2 separate regions of the Mus musculus genome follow, and region 2 is linked to region 1. The links are chromatin contacts, called in public HiChIP or PLAC-seq maps. All regions are on one chromosome and are shown on one strand. The core of a region is the stretch at or near the end of the contact, and the rest is flanking DNA. Distances in the headings are between cores, read along the strand shown.

What was found. HiChIP or PLAC-seq counts read pairs in DNA pulled down with a chosen protein or histone mark.
Region 2: an H3K27ac HiChIP or PLAC-seq map of microglia shows a contact between it and region 1, with 6 times the contacts expected there. The contact joins the promoter of Galnt12 here to the promoter of Trim14 in region 1. A contact is called at or near these places in 2 of 39 promoter capture datasets (embryonic stem cells and hippocampal neurons) and 1 of 115 datasets of contacts at active chromatin or transcription factors (microglia).

What each region holds. Positions count from the first base shown.
Region 1 is chr4:46,532,533-46,539,648 of GRCm38.p6, forward strand. Trim14 (tripartite motif-containing 14) reads right to left here and starts at 3,609. Exons shown (of 6, transcript NM_029077.4): 1 at 3,348-3,609; 2 at 483-578. The coding sequence starts at 3,548. Coro2a (coronin, actin binding protein 2A) reads right to left here. Exons shown (of 12, transcript NM_001164804.1): 12 at 4,405-6,735. The coding sequence ends at 6,604. It overlaps Gm16731 (predicted gene, 16731), which reads left to right and starts at 3,369. Exons shown (of 4, transcript NR_151695.1): 1 at 3,369-3,531; 2 at 4,639-4,791; 3 at 6,560-6,908; 4 at 7,014-7,116.
Region 2 is chr4:47,089,132-47,096,247 of GRCm38.p6, forward strand. It overlaps Galnt12 (polypeptide N-acetylgalactosaminyltransferase 12), which reads left to right and starts at 2,792. Exons shown (of 10, transcript NM_172693.4): 1 at 2,792-3,197. The coding sequence starts at 2,842.

The sequences.
Region 1 (7,116 bases), core at 2,359-4,858:
TAGCACTGTATGAACACTGAAGGAAGAGTGTATTTAGGGACTAGATTTACACTCTACATCCCACGACCAAGAACCTTAAGAGTTGCTTGCCTGCCCTGGGAGCTGTTTTGCTTTCCTTATGGCAGTTTGGGGTGTGTGAGGATGGAGGGCCAAGTTCCTCTGGTCTTGTCCTGGCTTTGGTGGATGTGAGGAAACTGGACCTCTGCCCAGTGAGCTGTGGGGCAGAGGCTGAGTCTTCACAAAGCTTGAGAAACAGACCTTCAGGGCCACCCACCTGCATGCGTGCTTTCTTTGTGATCTTGTTCTAAAATGTCTAATTTTGTGTTCTTTCAAGACCCTTTAAGTCATGGGTGCTCCAAATCCTACCAGCTTGTTTTGAGTCTAGTTCTTGTTTTCCCGGGGCTCCACATTAAGGAATACTTAGACCCTGGGGGATATGTGGACATCTGCCCTGAGGGGAAAAAAAAGATGGATCCACTTGCCTTGAGCCTTTCCCCGGCGTCTTCCAAATGGGCTATGTTGTCCGCATGTTGCCTCTTCTTGGTTGCCAAACACTCTAAACAGTCCTGGATTAGCTTCTGTGAGAAGGGTCAGGAGAAAAAGGAAAACTGTCACTTTCAAGCTAACGAGCTTCTAGTCTCTCCACCAGGGACTGAACTCCAGGCTTGGCAAGGGGACATCCACCTGCTGAGTCACTTCATTAAACCACTAACCCACCGCTGCACTGAATTCTTTTCCAGCAGAAGTGCCTGGGGCTCTGCCGGTGAGTAGTTTGCCCAAAGTCAAGTGATAAGATGCAGGGTGAGCAGAGCCTCTGGCCCTCTGCACCGCAGGCCTTTGTCAGGGATGCCACAGCCTGGATGCCTGGCTCCTATTTCTGTTTGTCTGCTTTTAGAAGTTGCTTTTTCTTTTTTTTTTTTTTTTTTTTTTTTTTGGTTTTTCGAGACAGGGTTTCTCTGTATAGCCCTGGCTGTCCTGGAGCTCACTTTGTAGACCAGGCTGGCCTCGAACTCAGAAATCCGCCTGCCTCTGCCTCCCGAGTGCTGGGATTAAAGGCGTGCGCCACCACGCCCGGCGAAGTTGCTTTTTCTAATACCTGGTTTGGGTCTCTTCCCTCCAAGGGGTAGCTATTTCCACCTTAGCCTTCTCTACAGCTGGTCTTCCACTTGGCACCTGGGCCTAACTCTTGAGAACAGGGGTGGGGATGGGGCCTGAACTTTTTTAAAAAAAGAATTATTTATTTTATGTATATGAATACACTATAGCTGTCTTCAGACACACCAGAAGAGGGTGCCAGATCCCTTTACAGATGGTTATGAGCCACCATGTGGTTGTTGGGAATTGAACTCAGGACCTCTGGAAGAGCAGTCAGTGCTCTTAACCGCTGAGCGATCTCTCTAGCCCTCGGGGTCTGGACTCTTAATCAGCCAAGAGTAATAATACTAAGGCATGTCAATTTCCAGGGGAGAGCTGGAAGCTCAAGGAGGCTGGCAGGCGTTATGAGCTCTAGAGGAAGAATAAACCTAGGTCCTAGTCCTCGCTCTACAGCCATGTGCTCAAAATCTGTTTCCTCCATCGCAAGCAGGTTTGCTGTGTGGAGTAAATGAGATCAGAGTGGCTGGCCAGCCGCACATGCTCAGTGCAGGTCACTTTGCCATGTTAGCATCCAACAAGCATTTGCCGCAGTGGTAAATGGGGGCAGGGAAGGGGGTCAGCCTTGGCTTCAGCTTCCACATACTCATCATCTGGGACATCTAAGCCACCTATTGCTCAAGCTGGCCCAAGGATACCCTAGCTCTCTGGTTTAGGATCTCCACCTCCAGCCACTGGAATTTCTGTCTCCTGATCCCATGAAATTCTATTTACCCTTCAAAGCGCTTCCTTGACGGTTACTCCTGTGCTCAAACTCCGCCCGCCCAGACCTGCGCTGCACGCTCGCCCTCGCGGCTTCCCACCTGCACGCGCACAGCCTCCTCCTCGGCCAGGCCCACCGGGTGGCGGCGGTACGCACCCAGAACCCGGCAGAGCGCCCACACGGAGCGGCCACAGCGGCGACAGAAGAGCTCATGTCCACCCAATGGCACTTCCCTGGGGAAGTGCTTGCGTGGCTTCCTGCCCCAAGTTCTATTTTCTGGCTCTCACTGGCCACCACCCTGGGCTCCCTAGTATGATATGTAGTACATTGCAGTGCTACTATCCTACCCCTGACCAACCAGGCAACTAACTCATCCAGATGCGGCGAGGATCTGATTTCTGACTTGGCTCACGGTACAAGCCATGGCGCTGAGTGCTGAGTATGTGCTTGATGAAGGAATGGCTCTGTGGATAGACAGAGGAAGGGTGCCTAGGTTGACGCATAGCCTTGGGTCTCCGAGTAGCAGCATTTGAGGATCCTTATTAGCAGTCATTTCACAGTTGCTGAAGGATGGTTCTGGAAGCAGGGGCAGGACTCCACTAGTCAGACTGTCCTCCCTCAGGCCCAATTCAGATTGGAGTTGTAGTCTTGTCAAGGGTGGTTAAGTCAGGAGAGAGCAGAAAGGAAGGTGCTTTGGGCAGAATTACAAAGACTTCTTGGAGATAAACATAAAATCAGCCCCGGGGGTTCAGAAGGTTCTGGCTAGCTTGCCTTCCTCAAATGCAGAGAGGAGAATAGATTCTGCAGAGCCAGGGCAGCCGGCTGGGGGTCCTGCTTTCTCGTTATCTATAGAAGATAAGGCTGTGATTAACAAGCCTCTTCCGTGGGTGGGGTGGGAGAGGGGACAGTGGTGTATTTGCATAGGGGGAGGAGCCGGATTCAAGGCAGGAAGAGGGACCTTATTGACTTAGCAAAACAACATAGGCCATCAGGTCCCAGTTCAGAATGGCCTTTTATGAACTCCAGGGTCCAGAGACATTTCCAGGCTTCATGGAACACACGCATACATACAGTTTTCTTTTTCTACAATCTGGTCTTTTGAGATAGTCTCTCTACATATCACAGGTTGGCTGTAAACTCCCAATTTTCCAACTTCATCCTCCCCTGTGCTCTGTTAGGCGAACGTCCCTCCCGCGTCCTTGACTCTGGTTGGGGAGTTGCCCTAGCAGAAGCGGTAAAGAACGTGTGAGTACTAACCAGCTTGAGCCTCCTGTACCCCAAGCCAATCTTGGGAAGCTTCGCTGGTGGTTTGAGCAACTTTTGCACTTCCATAGGGTTCTGCCTCCCGATCCTACTGTCTACTATCTAGAGGACCTCAGGGTCCCCCTTTAGTTTCCCTGTCCTAACGGGATTTGACCCTCCTTTGACGGTTACTCTTGTGCTCAATCTCCGCCCGCCCAGACCTGCGGTGCACGCCCTCGCGGCTTCCCACCTGCACACGCACAGCCTCCTCCTCGGCCAGGCCCACCGGGTGGCCGCGGTGCGCACCCAGAACCGGGCAGAGCGCGCACACACAGCGGCCGCAGCGGCGACAGAAGAGCTCAGCCGGGCGTTCGCTGTGCTCCGGACAGCGCCAGCCATACGCCCCGTCGGGCTGAAAGGGCGCCCGCGCCTCGGTAGTCTCGCTCGCCATTCTCAGTGGCAACCGCTGTTCTCTGTGCAGTGTGGTCGGGTTGGGTTGGTGCAGAAATCGAAACCTTGCTCGGGGAGGGGCGGGGCGGGGCGGGGCGGGCGACCCAGCTCCCAGTGGCAAACTGGAGGGGCGATGACCTGCTGGAGAGTTGATGCTTGGTCCCACCTAGTGCTGGATCCGCGGCACAGCATCCTTCCACTCTTTCTCACCTTGAGGAGGAGGAGGTCACTATAGATAGGAACGCGGGTGCTTGCACTGATGGGCTCACTGGAAGGTTGGCTTCCCGCTTGTTGATGATGTTGGGCTTCTGGCAAACTGCGGAGGTGCGTAGTAGGTGGTGTGGCCTGCCCAGAGGGCCTACATTTTCTACACCTCATTTTGTTCTTTTCCTGTAGTGCTTCCTCCCTATGGTCAGCCATGTGGGGGCAGGTGGGGGTGAAGTTGGAACATACTTCCAAGAAGCCCCAATTATCTTCAGGCTAAAACTTCAAAGCCCCAGGCCCTGAAGATGTTCTGATTTCTCTTGCCTTGATGGGTGAATGACCCACCCTGTTTCTAGCCGGGGCATTTTGCAGTTCTTGCTTAAGGTATAGCTGCTGCTCACTGTCCCCCAATCACATGGAGGTGTGGCTTATCTCCTTCTTCAGGAAGCGTCCATTCTCCACCCACAGCCGCCTGACCACCCTGCCCCATCCTGCCCCTCACGAATTCTCTCAAACACAAGTGGAAGCACTTCAAGGGTATTCGGACCTTACTGACCAGTTTGCCAACCTGGTCCGGTATCATCTGGTCCAGACACCTAGTGCTAAATTGGTACTTGTAGAACGAATTAACAAAAAGGAAATCGCCAAGCATTGCAATATCGAGTCTGGTGTTATTATTTATTATTATTTTGGTTGAGGCAGAGTCTTAGACTCCTTTGCCCAAGCTGGTCTGGAATTTTCAATCTTCCTGCCTCAGCCTTCCATGAACTGGGATTACAGGCAGGAATTACCACCCACAGTAGATTGTCATATTCTTACATTGCACGATTCTGTGTCTATTTTAACTTTTATTTCTTAATTATTTTTTTATTTACTTTTTTACAAAGGTACAAGGAATTTAAGAAACATTCAAACAATCACTCAAACGGCTTCAGGCACGGTTTCATATGAAAAGCATAGGTCCGTATCTTGATTCCCGTTTCCCTCTGGGATACAACCTCAAGTTTTGTTCTAGGAAGCAGAATTATTGTAGAGCTAAGGTGGGTACAAGCTCATCTCCAAGCGTTCTCCCTCATTCACACAAAGTTCCTGAGTCATCAGAAAGAAAGCTCCCAAGGCAAGAAGGAAGGAGCCGAGGGCGGCTTTGCTGCTTGGGTGGTCACTGTGTCAGGGGGCAGTGTTGCTCCATTAGCCCAAGAACATAAAAACATAATCTTAAAAAAATATGACAAAATCTTCAAAAGAAAAAAAAGATGACAAATATCCCTCTCCCTTGCTATGAAATAATTTAAATAATTTATTCTAGATGTAAAAAAAAACCCAACAGAACAAGAAACAACATATAATTTTGTTCATAGCCACCTGTGACCTGTTCCTGAATGTGAGGTCTGGGTCTGGGTCCCTTACAGTGGGGATAGCTTTTTTTTGAGGGGATGGTGTTGTACAGAGATTTGATGGGAAGCTCACTGGACCCCACCCCTAGCCACACATAAGAGGCAGCCAGTGGTTTTGGGCTGGTGTCTTCACTATGTGGCCCTCCTGCCTTCTGAGCATGGGGTTGGAGCTTTACAGACTGACATGCTGGTCACAAATGAAAGGAGAGAGAGCGCGCCATCCCAGGAGCTCCAGATCCCTGCCATACTCGGGAGCACAAGGAAGGCGAGCATAGCTAGCTCATCGCCGGGCATAGAGTCCCAGTGTAGTGTAGGGATGGAGAATAAACCAAGGAGCACAGGACCCTGGTGTGTGCAGATACCAGCGACGGTGAGTGACGTGGTCGTGTGCGAGTCAGCTTTGTACTGCTTCCATTGCCAACACAGCAGTAGGATGCTAGCTAAAAGCGTCTCCATTCCCATGAACAGAAGCCACTCAGGCAGCTTGTTCAGAGGGCCGTACCCTCCACTGTAGGGTCAGCTTTAGTGGGCAGGTCTGGTCATCAGTATGTGCATCCAGTGGGGTGCTAATGGACGATGTGGGTCAGAACCTGTTAGCCTGGATAGCCCCTGAAATTCTCGCTTGAGCTCCAGCATGACCCTGAGTGATGGGGGAAACTATCTGTCCAGAGGGGAAGGGGGGAGGGGGGAACTCTGTCTGCTTGTCCAGGAGGTATGGGGGAGTGGGTACCTCCTGTGGTAAGCCTTGTCTCAAGTTCTCAGGCACCAGCTAGGCTTGTTTTGCACCAAGAAAGAAAAGAGCCTCAGAACCAGGCACAAGACACACAAGGGAGGGTCGCAGGCTTTCAGACCAGGTGCCATTTTCTCACCCAGTGCAGTGAACCAGAGCCCTTACTGGTGGCTGGCCATGGGGCTTTGCCACATCCAGTGCTGGGCCCCCCTACCTCCCAGAGGACTTTAGATACCCTGGGTGGAAGTCCGTTCCTGCCCTCTTGTAGTCAACAGACATGGACTCAGCTCTGAGGTCTGTGTCCCCACCTATGGGACGATCTACCCACATGTGGCTGATTCTGGTTGGAAGGATGGGTTTGGCTGCCTGCCTGTGGTTTAGAATTGGGCCAAATCTTCACTCTGGGAGGTCATAGCTCCTCACCAACCCTTAAAACCAGAATCCAGCAGAAGGTAGGGTATAATCTAAACCAGCCAGGGCAGGAACTGCAGATTGGAGAAGGCGACAGGAAAGCGGCACCACGTCCCACTGGGATCTCTTTCAGCAACTGAGAGTTTTGTTTTCCTGGTATAAAATATAGAAATAGTGGTTGTTCTCAGTGAATTTCGGCTCGGTGCTGGACCTCTCTCTCTCTCTCTCTCTCTCTCTCTCTCTCTCTCTCTCTCTCTCTCTCTCTCTCCACAGAGCCTATCGGTGTCCCTGAGGGCAAGGGTGGAGGAGAGCACTGCTCAGAGCTGTCCTAAGGCCATCCGCAGGTTTTTGATCTCTAGTTCCAGCTGCTTGGTCTGGACTTCTCTCTGGATTAACAGCTCCCGGAGCCTCCGGATCTCCTCCTGTTGCCGGTAGAACATCTGCAGCAGCTGTGAAGCACAGTGAAGAGGGAGAGGTCATCTGGGTGGCCGGGATAGGCCACAGCACAGAGGCTGAGGCACACACTTCTGACTTGGTGACAGCCGTTAAATTATTAGCAAGGGACAGTCACTTCTGAGCCGTGACGAAAGCCTTGCTTGCTTTACCCAACAGTGAAGTTCCGGTAGCTTGTTTGTATTCTATTTGTCCTTCCCAGATCCCTGAGGGGTAGAGCAAAGGCTCTTTGGACCGGAAGCCTGAAAACTTTTTTTTTTCTTCCCCATCACAGGACTCTATTCAATTTTAACAATGCAGCAGGATCTAGAATCACCTATGGAGTTTCTAGATTGATCCATCCTAACTGTGGGTAGCATTAACAAATGGGATGAGAT
Region 2 (7,116 bases), core at 1,542-4,041, 560 kb after region 1:
ACGTTAGTTCTTTCTGCTGGAAGGGCAGGTGTGAATTCGACATAGTTCTGTGCATCGGGTCCCATAGCCAGGTGATGTCAGCAAGTGCTAGATTATCTCTACTTCTGTGGAAAGAGATATGGAGGGCATCCGGGTGAGCCTGAGCCAGTCCGAGCTTGCCAGAAGTCCAGACCACCCTGACGGCCCACCATGTGGATTTCAGATTGACCAACCAGCATCTACCATAGTCTGTTCTTCCTTATAGTGAATGACTTAGTCTCTCTTTCCCTAATTCTGTTTCATGCTGTTATAAAATACAATAGCCTAAAACTCAGCCTGAAAGTATCGGTCTGCACCCCATATGGGGTGACATAACTAAATGTGGGGAACCAAGAAAAAATTAGCAATAGTAAAACGCAAAGAGCAAACATCTATTCAACATAAAATGTAAGGAATCCCATGTTTTTCTGGTGGCCTGTGTTATATCAAGTGACTTTACTGCAGCCTCCGTTCTGAACACGCACTGTGTGTGCTTTGTGCTGTGAGCCATCATAATTTGCAATGCTGGTGATGCTGCCTGAACCCACCTCAACTCAAACTTGAGACTATTGTATGATGTGAACCACAGTGTTCTTTTGCTTGTTTGTTTGTTTTTTGTTTTACTGAACATACAGTTTTCACTTTTACAGAAACAAAAGTTTCTTATGGGAAACCAAGTCCCTTACTGCCCATTCGTCAGTATGGAAGTATTAAGTGGATTGCATTGTGTAAAGGTGTTTGATTTTTAAAATAGCTGTTTGAGTTTTGATTCATAGAAAAAAGATCATTAAGTCGATTTTGGCTCCAGAGACTGGAGAGATGACTCAGTGGTCCACAGTGGTTGCTGATTTTGCGGAGGACTAGAGTTGGGGTTCCCAGCACCTGCGTGGGGCAGTTCACAGCTACCAGCAACTCTAGCTTCAGGGGACCCAATGCTCTTTCCTGGCCTCCACTGACACTCCCACATATGAGGTACACATTCACACACACCCACACACACACACATACACATAAATTTTTTAAAAACTGGAGATTTTATTTTTCTATCTTATATGTATGAGTGTCTGTCATATATAAGGCACACACATATATAAGATATTATATGTCATATGAATACATATGCATACATATTTGTATATAAATGCACCATGTGTATACAGTGCCCAGGGCACCCAGAAGATGGTGTCAGATCCCCAGGGACTGGAATTACAGACAGTTGTGAGCTGCCAAGTAGATGTTGGGTCCTCTGGAAGAGCAGCCAGTGCTCTTAATGGCTGAGCTATCTCTACAGCACCAACATAAATCTTTAAAAACAAATTTTCTTGGGACTGGGGCAGAATTTCAAAACAACACTCCAAAATATAGTTCTGCTACCTGGCACCACACATTTATGTGAAATGGCACTCCCAGCATTGGGATTTTTAAAATGAAATTATCAATCAACTCTGAAAATTATGACGATGGTTTGTGTCCTGTAGTATCAAATGCTTAGCCTTAATTTAAGTCTTTATATAAAAATAAGCAAGTCCATCCATCTTAACATGTAAACGGCTTTCTTTTATTAATAGTAAAATTATATGTATTTTAAAGATTGTTTTAAAATGAGTTTCTTTATGACTTACTATAAGTAAGTGGTTGATTTATATACTGGTTTTATATACATATACACCCAGAATTACACAAAAACTTCTGCCGTGAAAATGTGCTATTAGTGGCAAAATTAATAATAATAATAAGCCATCCTGAAAACGCTGCAGTGGCTGAAGGCTTCAGGAAGAGTTGGTAAGGTGGGGCAAGGCAAGTGGGTGCAGGAACAGAATTTGCAAAGGCACCAGCCTAGCTTGGCTCCTTCCTCCCCCCACAACTAAAGGTAAAAGTGGCAGTTTGTGTAAATTACTGAAGACATTTTATTCCTAAAAGTTAGAGGCCAGCCTGGGCTATGTAGAAAGTTTAGAGTCAACCAGGACTACAGAGTGAGACCATATTTCAGTCAACATCAGGGGCTGGGGCTGGAGACACTATTTAGCTAGGCTTGGTACCACTGACCTGTAATTCTAGGACTCAGGAAAGGAGGCCAGCCTGGGTTACTTGAGATTCCGACTATGATACAGCAACACATTTTTGATTTAAACTTTAAATTTAAAACTTTTATCTGTATGCATGTATGTATACACAAGTGTCTATATCACACGTGGGGGTTGGAGGACAACTTGAGGGAGTCCTCCTTTCACCATGTGGGGATGGATGGAACTCTGTCCTTCAAGCTTCGAAGCAAGGGCCCCGTGGCTCCCCTTTTCTCCTATAAGCCCTGAGCCAAACCTGATACATTACAGGAAAGGATGGTGTGTGTGTGTGTGTGTGTGTGTGTGTGTGTGTGTGTGTGTGTGATGGGCCTGCGGAGTGTAGGTGTCCCTAAAGCAAAGACTGAAAAACATAGCTTGGAAAACCATGGGCTCCAGTTAGTTATTCTAGGCGCCACTGAGTACCGCACAGAGCCGCCTGCAGCTTTCATGAGTCTTGGCCAGCACATCCTGAACACGTAGTGGCTAAGGTTAAGGACCTTCCATCCGGGATAGTGCTAGTGTCACGTAAGTTCAAGGAAGGGTCCCCATAGCGCCCAGAGCGCTGTGCTCAGCCCACACTCACGCCGCAAGGGTCGCCAAGCTCTCTGCTCTCTCATGTGGGCACAGGCAGGTGGGCGCGGGAGGCAGCAGCCAGGAAGAGGGCGGGGCGCAGGTGGGGCGGGCCGGGGGCGGGGCGACCGCGGTTCCGGGATCCGGGTCCAGCCTCGGCCCGAGGCCGCGGGGTGCAGCTAGCGGGTGCATGTGGGGGCGTGCGGTGAGGAGGCGCTGCCCGCGGGGGCTGCGGCGCGGCCGGGAGGCGTTGCTGGCACTGCTGGCCCTGGCAGGGCTGGGCGCGCTGCTGCGGGCTCGAAGCAGGTCGGGGACGGTGGACCCGGGACCCCCGCGGACTCCTCTCCCCGGGCGTCACGAGCCAGTGCTGCCCAGGCCGCCGCTGCCCGCCGATGCTCTGGGAGCGCATGGGGAGGCGGTGCGGCTGCAGCTGCAGGGCGAGGAGCTGCGGCTGCAGGAGGAGAGCGTGAAGCAGCACCAGATCAACATCTATCTGAGCGACCGTATCTCGCTGCACCGCCGACTGCCCGAGCGCTGGAACCCTCTGTGAGTAGTCGCGGAGCACTGGCGCGTGGGACGCAGCATCCTTCTCGGGAGGAGGTGGTGCAGAGCGGGGGTGGTGGTGGGGCGTATCTAGAGGGCGAAGAGGCGGGAAAGTTAAAAAAAAAAATCAGAACGAACCTAAGAAAGTCAAACTGGTAACTGAGTGGTCCCTTGAATCAGACACCTCAAAGTTGTCATTCTGTCGGGACAGGGTGAGATTCGAGTTAAACACACTGAAGAGACCCCTACTTCGTGCCTGTGGGGGCAGTTAGGACTGTGGGTGTGGCTGTGACTCCGGAGAGCTGACGGCGACTAGCACAGGGCTGACCCCATTCATTGGTGTGGGTGTGCTGTTGCCCAGGGATAGAGCAGAGCCATCGAGATGCCCAATGGCCGTGCCCGAGGCCCGGAGCCGCCTCCCTTTCTCTCTGGCTGTTGAAGTCCTAGCTTTGGGTGGAGGGCGGTGGGAAGAAGAGGTTTGTGGGAAGGGCGCCTGTGACTCTTGAGTCCAGCCGAGCACACTCTTGTAGGTGGTGCAGGGCAGATCCTGTGTAGTCAGAGCCTAGTTCCTGTTGAAGCTGCTGGCTTTTCAACAGGTGAGAGACAAGGAAGCAAACACCCGCAGCAGCTGCTGCTGCCACCTTTACCCTCAGTCTCCCAGACGCCTCCACCCTTTAAATTTGTTACAGAACTTTTAGTTCCCACTTGAGCTCGGTAGATTGCCTGGAAAACAGAACTCAGAAAGGGGTCCTGGTTAGAGCCACAGGGCCAGCCTGGTGTGATTATCAGGCGCTTGCCACATTCTACTCTCCAGGCCTTGACAGTTCTTTTTTTTTCCAGTTTGGAAATGGACTCAGAGGGCATAGGCAACACTGACCTGCGAGAGGATGAGATGCGGTCTGCTGTGCCCCTTCCTCCATCAGGGAGAGTTTAACAGATTTAACTGAATTTCTCTCACCTACCGCAATGGCTTTGCCCGAAGCCCTTTTCACTCTCTTTCCGAGTCAAAATTGCTGGGATTGGCAGGGATTCTCCACTCCTACCCAGTGCCTCAGGCAGCTTCAGCTCTTTGAAAGGTCAGGTCTTTTGCTCACTAGTTCTGCGGTCTCCGACAGTGGGGTTCAGTCTTTAGTTGATTTGGCCTCAGTTTCCTTGTTTGCCAACTAGGGAACCGATGAGGGTTAGTCTGTACACTCTGTGTAAGTGGGCTGAAGGAATGCCGCCTCAGACTTAATAGTCAGCATGTACCTGGGAGCACCCTGTCCTGCTTACTTCCTCTTTCCTCGACTGCCCCTTCGTGTCATCTGCATTTGGCTGGAAAGTTATTCTTCTCCGGATCCAATTTCCTTTATGGTTAGGAGTTGTGAATATCTCTTTGAAACACTTTAGATGACCTGTGGGGCTTATGGTTTCCTGTCTCCATGGTGATGCAGCTGCCTTGTGTCCTGCCGGGATTTGAGACTAGATCCTGCTGTGCCATTGACCCTGGAAATTAATCCAACCCAGCAGGATGGGCCTTGCCTCTGACTCAGGCCTGCCCCATTAGTTTCGGCTAGCCTGAGAAAAAGGTAAACTGGAGCTGTGTATGTCTGGATCAGGACAGTCTTTGAGGCACAGCCTCCATATGGTTAGCAGTGCCGGGGCCTTGCAAGGGAGTCTCACTAATACCGCATAATAGTCCTACCCTCCGCCCCCTTATTCTCAGGGAGCAGCTTCCAGATCCTAGTAGATGTCTGACTTCTCACGTGGTACCAAACCTTATGTATACTAAGCACTGTGATACCGCACTGTGATGTAGCACCAAGTCCTGCAACAAGATGGCTGCTAAGTGACGACGGTGTGTTGGTGGTCAGTGACGATGGCGTGTTGGTGATCAGTGTGAATACACTGGACAAGGAAGGGGATGAATGACTCACCTCATAGAAAGGGCAAGCTTTTATTACAGTATTTGAGGAGGTTTACAATCTTCCTTTTGTAACTGATTTGTTTCTGGAATTTTCCATTTGATACTTTGGGAATAAGATTGATTGAATAACCAAAGCTACAGAATGGGAACCCCCACACAGGATGGGGTCTCTGTAGTAGTTATGAGTCAATCTTGAGATTTGGGTTGAGAATTCAGATGGTATCCTGTGCTCACGGCATAGGGTCCCTCAGGAGTCCGGTTAATCAGCAGAGAGGTAATCAGGGTCCTTAACTGTCAAGGAGGGCGAGCCTGTAAGGTAACTTCCAGACAAACCAAAGAAAAGCCATGCAGCAGGTCACCCAGAAGGTCTGGGTAGAGATGTTCTGTTTTCCTTTTTAGGTGGGAACAGTTATTTATCTGTTTGTTTTTATTATAAAAGCAAGATATGTGGGCTTCAGAAATTTTACCATAAGAAAAGCAAAAACCCCAAACAGCTAAAAAATGCCAACAAGAGAGCATTAAGGCAGGCATGGTGATGCACGTCTGGGACCAGATCAAGCAGAGCCACATAGCAAGACTCAAAAAGTAAAAGGAAAAAAAAATCAGCTTACAACCCTGGCAAAACTGTTATTAACATTTTGCTGTGTATCTGTCTAGACTTTTTCCAAGTATAGAAACAGACTTTGGAAAATATACACATAAGATGTGTAGATGAGAGAGAACATGAGCGTACATGCAAACTCGAAAGTTTTTGCTGTCTTCACATTGCCTTTTGCATACATGCCTGAGGAGACACAGCACAACCCAGAGACATCTGCTTTGGCCCTTGCTGGCAAGGGCAAGGTCTGGCACCGGGGTCCGATCAGTAAAGGGACTTTTGGGAAGTTGGCTTTGCTTTCTTGAGATGCAGTGGAGGATCTGACAGTTGCGGGCACAGCTTTGTTTTGTTAGTTTAGTGCTGACTTGAGGAGGAAACAAGGCGCCCTTGGATAGTGGTCTAGTCAGCGAAGGTTCTGGATAGCAGCATAGTCAATTCATGGGTTCATGGTTCACAGGCCCTTCCCCAGTGCCTCTCATTTGATGCTAGTGAGGAGGATTTTACTCCTAGATAGCAGGCCCAAGTAGGGGGAGCCCATATAGCTGGGTTCTGCGTCCTAGGGAGTTCTCTCAGTGCCAGGGACCTTCTCTAGAACAATGAAATCAGAATTTCTGTGGCTCTGATGTGTGGCCTAGCTGGAGCTGCTGACCTAGTTGTTGTGGAGTGCTGGCTCAGAGGAATCATGGTATGGTGGAAAGTAGAGGAAATAATTAATAATGACTGCATTGAAACTAGAAAGGATTATGTCACAGGTCAAGAGTTGCTAACATTATACTAAAAAAAAGTATTCATTAAATACAGTAACGAGATGATTGCTGTCTGCCACTCACATTCTGATCTAGGTATCAAAAAGAAAGTGGAGTGACTGTGTTGTGGTGGTGTCCTCTGACCCATATCTGGTGATGTCATGTGTGCCAGCACCAGCCACACAGCTGTCTGCTGCTGGCTAGAGGAATGAGATTTCTTGACCTTGTTTCCTTTTTGTGACCTTGACTCCTGGGGCTAGGTGTGTGTCTAGGCTCAGAGATCAGGACTTGGGATATCAGAGGGTCTCAGAGTCTCAGAATAACTCTGCATATTTGTTCACAAGATGGAAAGTGCCCTGCTGAGCTTGCAGGAGGAAGCTGGTGGGACTTCTCTTTTGTAGAGAGAGAGCTTATCTGCTCTGGCAAAATTAACTTTGTAAAGCATCCCATATCAAGTGGACATTAAACTAGTATTTCTTCTGCTTTCCAAAAAGGATTGCAAAGCATAGAATATTTTTTTAATCTTTGTCAGACCAAGCTTGTGACCTTTAGCCAGCGACTCAGATCTACAGAACCTCCTCAGATCCACAGAACCTCCTTAGATCCACAGAACCTCCTCAGATCCACAGAACCTCCTCAGATCCACAGAACCTCCTCAGATCCACAGAACCT